Linked DNA regions of Triticum aestivum: region 1 is linked to region 2. A link is a contact called in public Hi-C data. All regions are on one chromosome and are shown on one strand. The core of a region is the stretch at or near the end of the contact, and the rest is flanking DNA. Distances in the headings are between cores, read along the strand shown.

Region 1 (6,551 bases), core at 177-2,676, 510 kb after region 2:
GCCTGATTTGTTGCCTCCTATCATGCCATTCAACGTGTTGAAACGCATGATGATCTTCAGAAGGATCTTATCGAGACGTGGTGGACATAGAATGGCCGACAAAGAGCATCATGATTTGTATGTTTGATGTTGTATTGTTGAACTATTTGTTGTATTGCTAGATAAACTATTTGTTTGAGTTGTAATAATAAAATTGAACTATTTATTGTTGATTTATTTTATTTGTGTTTGATCTTTTTGGTTCTGTTTGAAGTGCATATATTGTTTGTGCTAGAGTGCATGCGCAGTTTTTTTGCAGCAGCTACTGGAGCGGCTCGTGCGCGCTATACTTTCCAGCGGCCGCTGAAGCAAGTGCTCTTCGCCACGCAAAAACTCACGACTACAACATTGTAAACGATTTTTTAGCACGTCACACAGCTGTTGAAGATGCTCTTAGGCGTAACAAGCTCCGACGACCTGAGTCCTCTCTCCAAAGGATCATTCGGTTGGGCCAGCAGTGATACACCCATTTGGCTGAACATTGCCAAGCCTATCCAGTTGAATATCGGAAACATGCATCCACCAAAATCTCCAAATTATGCATATTGCCGAGACTTCCATTTGTGCTCCCCTTCACCAAAATCTTCAAATCTATATCTATATCTATATCTATTCTATATCTATACCTACTATTAAACAAAGTGATATTCTTAGTTTCGTCCCGCGTAGTGCGGTAGGTCATTAATATTACCTGGGTTCGCACGTCTCCTGATCGAGCACACGATCGAGAGTCCTCCGGTCTCGTATGGGCATTTCCTATTTGGCGCCTATGCGCTGGCCCATCTATGCGCCGGTTGACATTTTCTTTTTTGAAAATTCTGTGAACTTTTTTGAATATATATGAACTTTTTAAAAATTTCAACAGTTTTTTTGTAGGTTGATGAACTTTTTTGAATATCGATGAGCTACTTTGAAATTTGATGAACATCTTTTTGAAAATGGATGAATTTTTTTATTTATGAACTTTTTTAAGTTTAATGAACTTTTTCTAAAAATACATGAACTTTTTTTGAATTTCTATAAACTTTTTTCAAATTTTATGAACTTTTTCTAAATTGGATGAACTTTTTTTCAATTTGAATGAACTTTTTTTCAAATTGATGAACTTTTTTCAAAATTGATGAACCTTTTTTAAAGATACGAATCTTTTATTTAAAATGGATGAACCATTTTTCTTTAAATCTGTAAACCTTTTTTGATTTCATATTTGTATTTTCGTAACAAAAAAATAAAAAAATAAAAAACTGGGACAGACGCTAGTGGGCCGGCTGATGCTAGCAGCGCTGCAGGCGCCGGATCGTTAACGGGCGCCTGCAGCGCTGCATAGGAGCTCCCTCTCATACATCCCACCTTATTATATCCAGCAGCGTACACCTGGGCCAGGTTTTGCTGTTATATATGGGCCACTAATTGATCTGTGCAGCCCCACATACCTTAAAGTGCCAGCCAACAGAGTTAGTGCCAATGCCTAGAAAAACAGAGTTAGTGCCACCTTAGAAATAGAATTCCTTGTCACCGAGGGCGTCACCGAGAAATAGAATTCCTTTATTACTCCCTCCGTAAACTAATATAAGAGCGTTTAAAATACTAAAATAGTGATCTAAACGCTCTTATATTAGTTTACAGAGGGAGTACTAATTAATAGTCCCATCCTGTCTCTTTACAGAAATTCTACCAACTTATATACCTTCGTAAATTGCAATAGTCACAAGCCAAGGCACAAACAAGAAGTGGAGGATGAGATATGGGTCCTATGTACACTACAAAAAAGAAGAATTAACTTAGCTATAGCTGGATCTGACAATAAGAGATATGGGTCCTATGTACACTACGCGGAAGAAAGAAAGTCACATAGTCATATATGACCAACCAAAGAGAATTTATTTAAAACAAAAACATCCTACGTGCTCACAAAGGCAGCTTAAAAAAATATCCTAAATTGATCTTTAGAGATGCATTATTGATAGGAAAACGTTTAGAATCAGTCGGATGAAAAGTTTCTCGCGTGAGCCGCTCTCTCTGCAAACCACGTGTCGCTGGGGGGGGGGGGGGGGGGGGGGTGCCAACCGCTCCCTTCCCCTTTCTCTCGTTGGTCACGCGGCAGAGGTGAGCAAGCAGCATCACTGCAGCGGAGTAGGGGACGACTGTCGACGAGCACCGCACGAGGTCGCTGAAGCTCCGCCATGGCTGCTTTGAAGTGTCACCGGAGCTGCATCCCAGCATTACCGTGTTGCATCGCTGCTTCGCTCGTCGTCGCCGCGCGCTGCGTCGCAGCAGAGGAGGTGACGACCGTCGGCGTCGCCTGATTCATCCTCGCTGGAGCACCGCGCGAGGTCGTTGAAGCTCCGACATGGATGCTTTGAAGAGCTGCCGAAGCTGCACCACAGCACCCCCGCGCTGCATAGCAGCTTCCCCCATCGCCGGCGCGTGCTACGTCGCAGCTTCCGCCATGACTGTCGTGTGCTGCGTAGCAGCGTTCGCCGTTGACGTCGGCGCTCCAATGAAGCGCGCCCGGGGCTTCAATGGAGCGTCGTCCGGGTCGTTGGAGCTCCGTCGCGGCTGCAATGGAGCGTCGTCTGGGTCGTTGGAGCTCCGCCGCGGCTGCAATGGAGCTTCATTGGAGCTGCAATGAAGCCCTCGTCGTCGGCCACCGGTGCTCCAATGAGCCACGTCGCCGGCCCCGGTGCTCCAATGAATGCCACCGGCGCTGCAATGAAGCCACATCGTTGCCGGCCACCGGTGCTGCATTGAAGCCACGTCGTCGCCGGCCACCGGTGCTGCATTGAATCCACGTCGTCGCCGGCCACGGGGTGGTTCTTCTACTCTGCAGCAGTGCTGAAGCGGCGACACTGTTTGGCAGCAACAGAGAGGGCGGCCAGGGGGATGGTAGGCTGCTAAGTGCGACATTTGGGTTTGTTGACTCGGGAGGAGAAAGACGAGAGCGGGCTGATGTGCTTAGCCCATCTATGGATGAATCGGAGGACTACGGACCCAACTGATTTTCAGAGGAAATAAGTCGGATGATTTGTAGCAGCGGCCTTATTGATATGCATTTTTTATGCCGCAGTGCGTGCGCAGCCACCGGGTAGAAAAAAATCATTGGAAACTTGAGTATGGTCACAACCAATTTTTTACCTCGGATGGTACCATTGCCGCGCTAATGGACGCGTTAATTTTTTGTACCAGTGCAAGTGCAACACATGGGCATATGTGCTAGTCATGCATATATATTGTGGAACAAATATCAGTGGACGGCAATTTACTCCAAAACACTGTCACTATCCTCAGGAAAAACATCCTAAGGATTCCAATCCTACAAATAAACAAGGGTTTGTCCTAGTTATTGCACATCTAAGCAATCAAATCACACTACAAAGAAAAAGAAAAAAGGCAAAAGTAAATGTCTGCATGAATCTTCATGTAAAATTAATGATACATGACTTAGATATGCAATACTTAGGGCACATCTAGATGTGTTTTAGCAAAACTGAATAAACAACATACATAAAGAGAAAAAACATCATGAAAAAAATTACTCTGTAAACTTAATACTCCCTCCATCCCAAAATAAGTGTCTTAAACTTAGTACAATTTTGCACAAAAGTTAGTACAAAGTTGACACTTATTTTGGAAGGAGGGAGTATATAAGAACGTTTAGGTCAGTACTATATAAGAATTCCAATACTACAAATCAAGTGAAGTGTGTACATAGAAAAAAAACAAATATTCTTCTGGCAAGGAGCTAGTCAGAGTGTCCTGGCATTACACTGTAATAAAATTGATGCATAATCTAAAGAGGATTGCAAAAATGCATAGATATTGCACAGGCCAGACATGAATACTCAAGAATTCATATCATTAGTTGTGAGTTTTGCATGGCAAAATGTAGCATATACAACTTATAGGTCACAGCCGATCACATGCAGCAGGAGTTGAGTCACACCTGCAAACTTATTGTAAGTTTGGACCACCAACAAAAGAACAAGGGGGGAGAACTACAAGTCATAATTTATGTCCACAGATGTTTCACCGTTGGTGACAGCAGATGGTTAACCCTGGCTAGGCGGCATTACATTACATTTGAAGAGAAGCAAATTTCTTACATCCACAGTAAGCAGATATTTCCTGTGACCAAGTGAAATTAGAATCAGACTTGCTATCTTCTGCTCTGTCCTCCAACTGCTGGTGTTTTGGCTACACATGCAGCTACAATCATATCTTGGGACCCAAAAACTTTGGTGCGATTAGAATTTGTGTTTCACATTTACTAAAGAATCAGAAGGAAATAGTCTGCTATGCTTGGAGTTGAAGGATATCCATCCCGTGGGTGCCAACCGCCTCTTTCGACCCCAATCACGGAATTGACGACAATGTCCTGCACCATTTCCCTGGTTGCATGTGCAAGGCCCAAGCTTTCACATTGAACAAACCAAAAACAGTGAATCTTCTCTAGCACATTCCCTATGCATAATACATGTACAAGCTATTCCCAGCAGCACACGCAATGGAATCCTCAGTTGGGTGCCACGCAAGATGGAGTAACTTTGTTGAGAAGTCATTAGAATTCCCATTGCCATCGGCTCCTGCATTTTCACCCCCTGTGCAACATTTGCACAAGGAGAAGTAGGTCAATCTACTCTACCTATGTGACAGAAATAATCAAATCTATGATACAAGAGACACTTACCTCTCCTCACAGCACGGGTCAAAGAGGTCAGGGTTCTTGTAGGCCTTGTTGGATTAGCAACCTGACGCCTATACAGTTTTCAATCCCAACAAATGAAGAAATAATTAGCCAGGTTTAGAAAACATAATTTATGTTAGGAGTGTGGGTCGGTGAACATTGTTGTGTTTATACCTACTACTAATTGGTCACTGTTCACCTATGTCGAGTATTTGGTAATCCCACCAACTTGGCATATGAATCATAAATGAAACATATAGAAGAAATCTAGGTAGCTCCAGAATAGCAGGAGAATAGGCAGTGCCATATTGAACTAAGTGAAGCATAGAACTATGTCGGATGCAAGGTGCTTATGAATTATGCACAAATTGGACTAGCCCATGTCCAAGTAGAGTATAACCGTTCATAACAACATAAACATAAATAAATAAATAAATAAATCAGAAGATATGGCATACCTCATAGGGTTTCTGCTTGCTTCTAAAGTGGTTGCCTCAGTATTTCCAGGAGTACAACCAAAAACACGGAATAAATTACTACAGTAGAGCACAACAAGAAGAGTACAAGTTAGCATACATGAGTTACAAATTCAACAATGGCTACCACCTTTTATAGCTCATAATGATAATACCTGTAAGAGCCAGTAGCAAGACGATGACCATCCCCACTCAGACAACATTCAAATTTGTCAAAGATTGAATCGTTTTCATATAGATCGCAAAGCTACACCAGATGAGATCAACACATCATTAGGACATAAAAGGTCTTGACGTTGCTACTTTGCTATCATTCGGATGAAAAAATTCACCTTAGGCCTTAAATGTTCATGAACTTGGAAAGTTGCTACTGGGCCTGAATCCATGTTGAGATCCCATAACTGAAGAAAAAAAAAGGATATTGAACTAAAGATACAAGCAGCAAATCACTTTTTATCTAAGAAAGCAAACTGAAAACCAAAGGATCCACAACCCAGAAATTCCAATATTCATTTACTTCAATATATCATGCAGAAATGTTGGAATCAACAGCATGACATACAAAATTTACCAAGAAGGTTTCAGATTTCCATGTTACTAGCCAGTCAGAGTGAAAATCGGAACTTTACAATAAGCTATTGTTTACTTATACAAAGTCCAAAGAAAATGTTCTAACCCTGTATTTTAAAGTTACTTAGAAACGGAATAATAGTTGATGCAGACAACCATCAATTTAATGCAGCTTATCCATAACATAAAAAATGAAAGCAGTATGCCTCAAAGACCAGTGCATGATGAACACGTCGACAAGATATTAGTATCAAATCAATAGTTTGATTTCTTCAGATAACTTTTGCATTCAATTTACACAAGAGAGCAAAAGGCCAGAAAGACTCAATGAGTAGATCGTAGATAGATCACAAACCTTGAGAGTCATATAATCACGACTAAGAATATGCCGTCCATCCCTTGCAAACTTTATATCTGAAACGGATGCAATTATCTCCGTAAAAAAGGATTTTGATCCAGGTGCTTCATGCTCCTCAAATCTGTACAAGATGGTACCAATGAATTAGAAAATAGTTTGTGCAAAGTTTAATTGAATAATTGAACTTGAAATGTTTGTAATCCTTCAAACTCTATTGAGAATTGCCCTCTAAACAAGGATAACTGTTACATCAGGAAGTGCAAGGGGTGATTACTAACAGTTTAGAATGGTTGTCACACAGTGCTGATTGCCGCAGGTCAATAAGCCTGATAGCGCCCTTTGAGCTACTATAGGCTAGTGTATTACAGTGAGTTGGATGGAACTCCGCACATGTAATCACCTCTGAAATTTCACAGAAATATAA
Region 2 (5,804 bases), core at 2,815-5,314:
TTGAAAAATGGTCAAGGATTTTAAAAGTATTCACGAAATCAGAAATTGTTTGCGAATTTTTAAAAATATTCACGAGTTCAAAATGTTTTGATCACTTTTAAAAAATATTTGAATTCAAAAACAGTATGTGAATTTTCAAAATTGTTCTCGGATTAAAAAATGTTCATGAATTCAAAAAGATTTTGTGACTTTCTAAAATGTTGGCAAATTAAAAAAAGTTTTTGAAATTTCAAAAATATTTGGAAATTGATTTTATTTCAAGATTTCTGTATTCAAAAAGAATCTTTGAGTTTTGAAAACCTTCTAAATTTTTAGGGAAAAATTTGTTTTTGCCACTCTAGCTTTTGACCACTTTGCTAATGCCACTCTAGAATTTGACATTTCACTTTTGCCACTCTTAGTTTTTGACAATACATCACAATTGCCATTCCATGACAGAAGCAATAATTTTAGAGTGGCAATTATGATACATTATCAAAATTTAAGAGTGGCAAAGGTGAAATGAGAAGTTATTGCTTTTGCCACGGAATGGCATTTGTGATGTATTGTCAGAAACTAAGAGTGGCAAAAATGATATGTCAAATTCTAGAGTGGCATAAACAAAGTAGGCAAAAGCTAGAGTGGCAAAAACAAAGATTTTCCAAATTTTTAAGAAACTTGATGTATTCAAGAAATCATGAATTCGAAAATACATTAGGAATTTACTAAATAAATAAATAAAACAGAACAAAACCATGAAAGGAAATACAAAAAAAGAAAAAAAAATGGTTCAGGAAGGATCTAGAACCCTTCCAAAGCCGCTGGAGAAAGACACGAGCGAAGCCCGTACATTGGCTGGCCCATACCGTGTGCGCTTTTCCACGGGAAATAGGAACTGCCACCCATTCTGCCATGCAAAGCTTCGAAATTTAGATTTAAATTTTGTAACTTTGCGGTGAAAATATCGGCTGTTTTGCCTTAACAACGAGTCCCACACACGCCTGTAACAAAATGTGCTCTCAAACCTAAAATTAGTTTGTAACTATTGTAGTTTTGTCTGTAGGATAGCTACGGACTCCCACACGCACATGTTTATGATCTTGATATTTGATGGACCTGATTATGTGAACGGGTATCCCCGGGACCATTTATCTATACTACTATTAAATAATCAAACAAGAACTTCTTTAAACACACTCCACAAAGCATACACAGATCCAATATCACCGCACGATTAGGCCACTAAAATCAATCTAACGATTAACCTTAACCTAAACCATTTTCTGTATGCACTTAGCAATTTACATTGACTGACCGTACTCCACCGTGTAGAAAAATATGAAACTCCACGTCTGAGCAATTAGAAAACTAATAATCACGGATGCATCCTATTTTAGAAAACTAAATCAGAGTGCATCCATCATATTAGGAAACTAATCTCAAACAAATCCACTTAGCAATTTACATTGACTGACCGTACTCCACCGTGTAGAAAAATATGAAACTCCACGCCTGAGCAATTAGGAAACTAATAATCACGGATGCATCCTATTTTAGAAAACTAAATCAGAGTGCATCCATCCTATTAGGAAACTAATCTCAAACAAATCCATCCTATTAAAAAATTTATCTCGGACACATCCATCCTATTAGGAAGCTAATCGCGAGCCGCTTGCCGCCATCATGCACGCTAGCCACGATGGGGGAAGCGCGAGGAGCTTCGTCTTCCTCCGGAAACACACATGCTATCGCCGCCATCGTCTTCTGTTTGGAGGCCAGTCGCTCTTCTGCCGCTACTGCGACGACTTCATCCACGTCCAGGGCATAGTCTCCGGTAACCATCGGCATCTGCGTTGACTTCAGCGCCGTTCGCAGCACCCACACCGACAAAGTGTCTGTTCAGTGGGTGCACGTGCATTACATATTAAATAAGAATCGTGGGGCTTCAAGCAATCTAGAATTATAGATTTGGGATTATCTTAGGTTGCCGATTGTTGTACTGAAAATGTGTAATTATATATGGCATGTACATAAGAATGCAGCAATCTTGTCTTACAAAGTAGGATCAAGAGGGATACTGAAGAAGTCAAGATGCAGAGTCTATTTCCCATGATTATTTCTCATGTTCATGTCGACTTCCTTGGGCTTTACTTCGTACCACCATATGCATTAAACTGGACCGTATCAAGAGGTAACGACATCCCCTTGATTATAATTGCCTTATTTGTACTATTTGATCAGTGTGTGTTTTACATATGACGTTACTTTACCTGGAATTAAGGTGGGTTGCGCTGCCTAGGCACTATCTCCAGGGATAGGTTGGAAACCAGAATATACGATTCATTCTTAGAGAAAACTTTACACGCGTCACTTTAACATAATTGCATAGCAATCCAGTAAATTATGTAAGATTCAGTAGGAGGCAAGATATTGAAGATGTACTACTATTTCAGTTATATGATTCTATACATCTAAAACGGGTCACATGCTGTTTAAGGCCTTATTTGCACCGCCTCTCTTTTTTTGTCTGCGCGCCTCTTTCCTCCAATAATAATAATAATGAACAACTTTTTCCGGATCAGGTATTACACAGTTACAAATGTATGCTGAAGCTACTCCTTACAACAAGGAAAAAGAGGATGAATGCTTTCTATCTTCACCAGTTTTGTAGCATGTTGCAAATTGTTGGCTCTTTCTTATTTGAGGATTCATCATTTTTTTGTAATTTAGAAGCTGACCTGAAAGCTCGATAAGGTTAAGCTTGACAAATACTCTAGAATACTTTTTCTTCCATCTTTATTTTTCTTCATAACTCATTTCAGTTTCTATACGTACAAAGCGTCTTACATCATTGTAAGTTAGTATGGTTGCCAACGCATAAACACATACAAAACCGGATAAATATTTTCTATCATGATAATTATTGGATTTCTTTTAGCCCTTTTGCATTTCAATTAGTTCTTGTAAATCATCTTTATTTCATATAGAAGTCGTTGTAGTCACATATCATCTTCTATTTCCTATTATCCATCGTAGGTAGCTATATAATTTTGGCAGTCCACACAACCAAAAAAAATATATAATTTGATCCAAATTAGTACAAATATATATTTTGCTATGCAGATTGGTAGAATAAAATAAGATTCGAGAATTAAGCATCTTGAACAATATAATTGCACCGTAAGGCAGTTTATATTTTTTTTTCTTGGCTACACTCGAAGAGAAGACTATACTACATGCCTATATTACTGCATTAATAAATAATTGCTGATTTTATTTAAATGAGAATATTTTCCTGCTATTACTCTATGCAGCAACATAACCACTATTGTGTCTCGTTTGTGAAATACAATTTGAGCGACATCTAACATTGTGTATCCATTTGATTTATATTTTTAAAAACGTTAATTTTTTTATATTATGTAAATTCACTTGTTTTACGTTTGAGACGTGCGTTGCACATGCACGCTTACTAGTTTGCTTCTAGAAATCTTTCTTGGGCTTCGTTGTGACTTGTCACAGGGCGCCACATTGAACGCCCAAATATCACAAAACCAACAGCAAATCAGCGGCCGCGCAAGAGCAACTAGCAGTGTCACGAGAACAAGACGCTCCACCGCGTGGTCATGCACGCACGCACGCACAGGGGATGGGGCCGTACAAAAGATCAGTACGACCCACCGGGCTAGCCTAGCCTAGCCTTGCCGGAGAAGTTTACACAACTGTCACCTCATATGACAACATTACCGAAAAATGTGTGTGCACCCTTGAACAGTCATTCCATGGAAGGATGTCGACCGCATTGGCACGGTCAGCTGCTGACCTCATATGACAACGTTACCCGTGACTGTATCTGTACGCTTGAACGAAGAGATGTAAGTCTTGCATGGAAGGATATCGATCGATCGGGTGATCTCGTCTGAGAACACAGCAGCACGAGCATTCCTTGCTTAATTGTGCACCCCCGGGCCCGTCCGTGGATGTGTTGGCCAGTTCTTGTCAAGTGGATCATCGGTAATGGCGTCCAGAAGGAGGGGAGGCGTGATGATTGGGGACCTAGGCGGCTCTACCTACAGGTCGTAACAGGACAGGTATTCGTTGCGCTTGCAGTATTCTATGCAAGGCACGGGTCGAGCCTTTTCACGGTACGCCACATGCAGGAACAATTCGTGCTGTCACATGTCATGGAAAAACGGGAGGCTATTTTTCATCAGAAACAAAAAACACACGGTCGCATGGCCATCGTCATGCATGTTTAATGCGTGCCAAGGCAGTGGCAGTCACAGTCTTGGCGCACCTTCCTGGTACGTTAGCTGAGATGCTCTCGCGCGCGAGGGAACATGGAGAGCCTCAGGTGTGCCACTACGGAGCCAAGTAAACAGCCGGCTAATTAACACTGACGTGATGTGATTTGCCAAGATGGTCCATTGCACCCAACCGGAACGGGGTAACCACCACAAGCCCATTAATTCGCCCTAAGTGTTACGCACCTACCTCTTGCAAAATATATTGTCCGGTAATCTTCTTCGTTTAATCAAGCATCTCACACACATGACCCTATAGGAGGAAGGAAGAACAAACATGTCTCAGAAATTTACAAAGATGACCCTGGACAGAAAAAAAAGGTGATCACATCCAAAGCTGCATCCCTTGGCTCCAATCTCGTCGGCATCGGGGACCAGACCAATTGGTCTGCCGAAACTTCTACATCATGTCGTCGTAGACACCACCTTGAAGCATCAGTTCGTCCCAAATGACATCATTGTTAGGAGGAATGAAATTCACCGCCCTCTGGCCCGAGGATGCGACGAATCATTAGAGATAGCCGGCCAGCCGACAAGGGCTCCATGGCTCCTCCAAATCCATGGACAATGATGTGTATGATCCCCATAGTATGCCTTCAGTGATAGAGCTAGGAATTAAAAATAGGGGGGACAAATGACACAAACTTTTGATTTCAGGGGACAAACTACAGTAATGCAGGTAATGTTTTTCCAAATTTGGCATTGTTCATCTCTAAATTAGGAGCAAATCAGTGATGTTATGGGGGCAATGCCCCTGCTGTTCCACTGTCTCCGCCACCGTCCAGCAGGACGCTAGGGGCTCCTCCCCAAATTCAGGGATGACTCCGCCTGTGCCATAAGCTTGGGCCCAGTGAGGTCAAGCACTAGGAGGCCAGGTCAAGGTGAACCTTCCAACACCTCTCCTTGCCGGTACCGCGACTGCAGAAGAAGAGGGGAACAACCACACCACCTGGCGCAACCCAGTGCTTATTGAGGTAGGAAGTGCCGGACCTACAACCATCGGTCCACCTCCACCATGGAGGAGAGGTTGAGGACGACGCCAACAAGCATCGGGAAATGCACGCAAGCACCGGAGCCTTGCAATCTAACGACATAACATCAGTTGCCCCATGGGCAAGTCTACACCTATAACTACCCTGTAAAGAGGCCCAACCTCCTCACTCACTCCGGAAGGTGAAGCCGCTGGAGGAGGAGGGGAGAGTAGTCTCTAGTTTGAATGAAGCATGATGTGTGGCAAATGGCATAAAATATCTAAAAAAACTACCTTTTGTTGGAACTATTGAAGATTTATTGCAATATTATTTCAAATAATTCCTAGAAAAAATTCCAGAGGCTTGTATGGCCCTATCCTACATGACAATGTGCGTGAAAAGTTTAGACATGTCGTACTAGTGGAGGGTGTGGGATACTAACGTATAAGGTCGGTTGCTTCACACACACCACTAAGAGCTTGTGAAGATGGCACATACACACGCTCCTTCTCCGGCACCATCCACCTCGCCAGCGTGGTGGTTCGCTTGA

What was found. Hi-C and Micro-C count contacts between places; a contact is called where the count stands out from the background.
Region 1: a Hi-C map of leaf shows a contact between it and region 2, with 5 times the contacts expected there. The contact joins two enhancer-like sites. A contact is called at or near these places in 3 of 5 Hi-C or Micro-C datasets (all in leaf).

The regions. Positions count from the first base shown.
Region 1 is chr6A:227,245,250-227,251,800 of IWGSC CS RefSeq v2.1, forward strand. It overlaps the pseudogene LOC123127344. Among protein-coding and RNA genes, the nearest start is that of LOC123130583, 140 kb to the left of the region's middle. Within about 2 kb of position 1,427, at least 5 of the 8 cell types and tissues checked have an H3K27ac peak or open chromatin away from gene starts, as enhancers often do. A contact at or near this core is called in leaf, where this site is marked.
Region 2 is chr6A:226,736,802-226,742,605 of IWGSC CS RefSeq v2.1, forward strand. No RefSeq gene overlaps it. Among protein-coding and RNA genes, the nearest start is that of LOC123127342, 120 kb to the left of the region's middle. Within about 2 kb of position 4,065, at least 2 of the 8 cell types and tissues checked have an H3K27ac peak or open chromatin away from gene starts, as enhancers often do. A contact at or near this core is called in leaf, where this site is marked.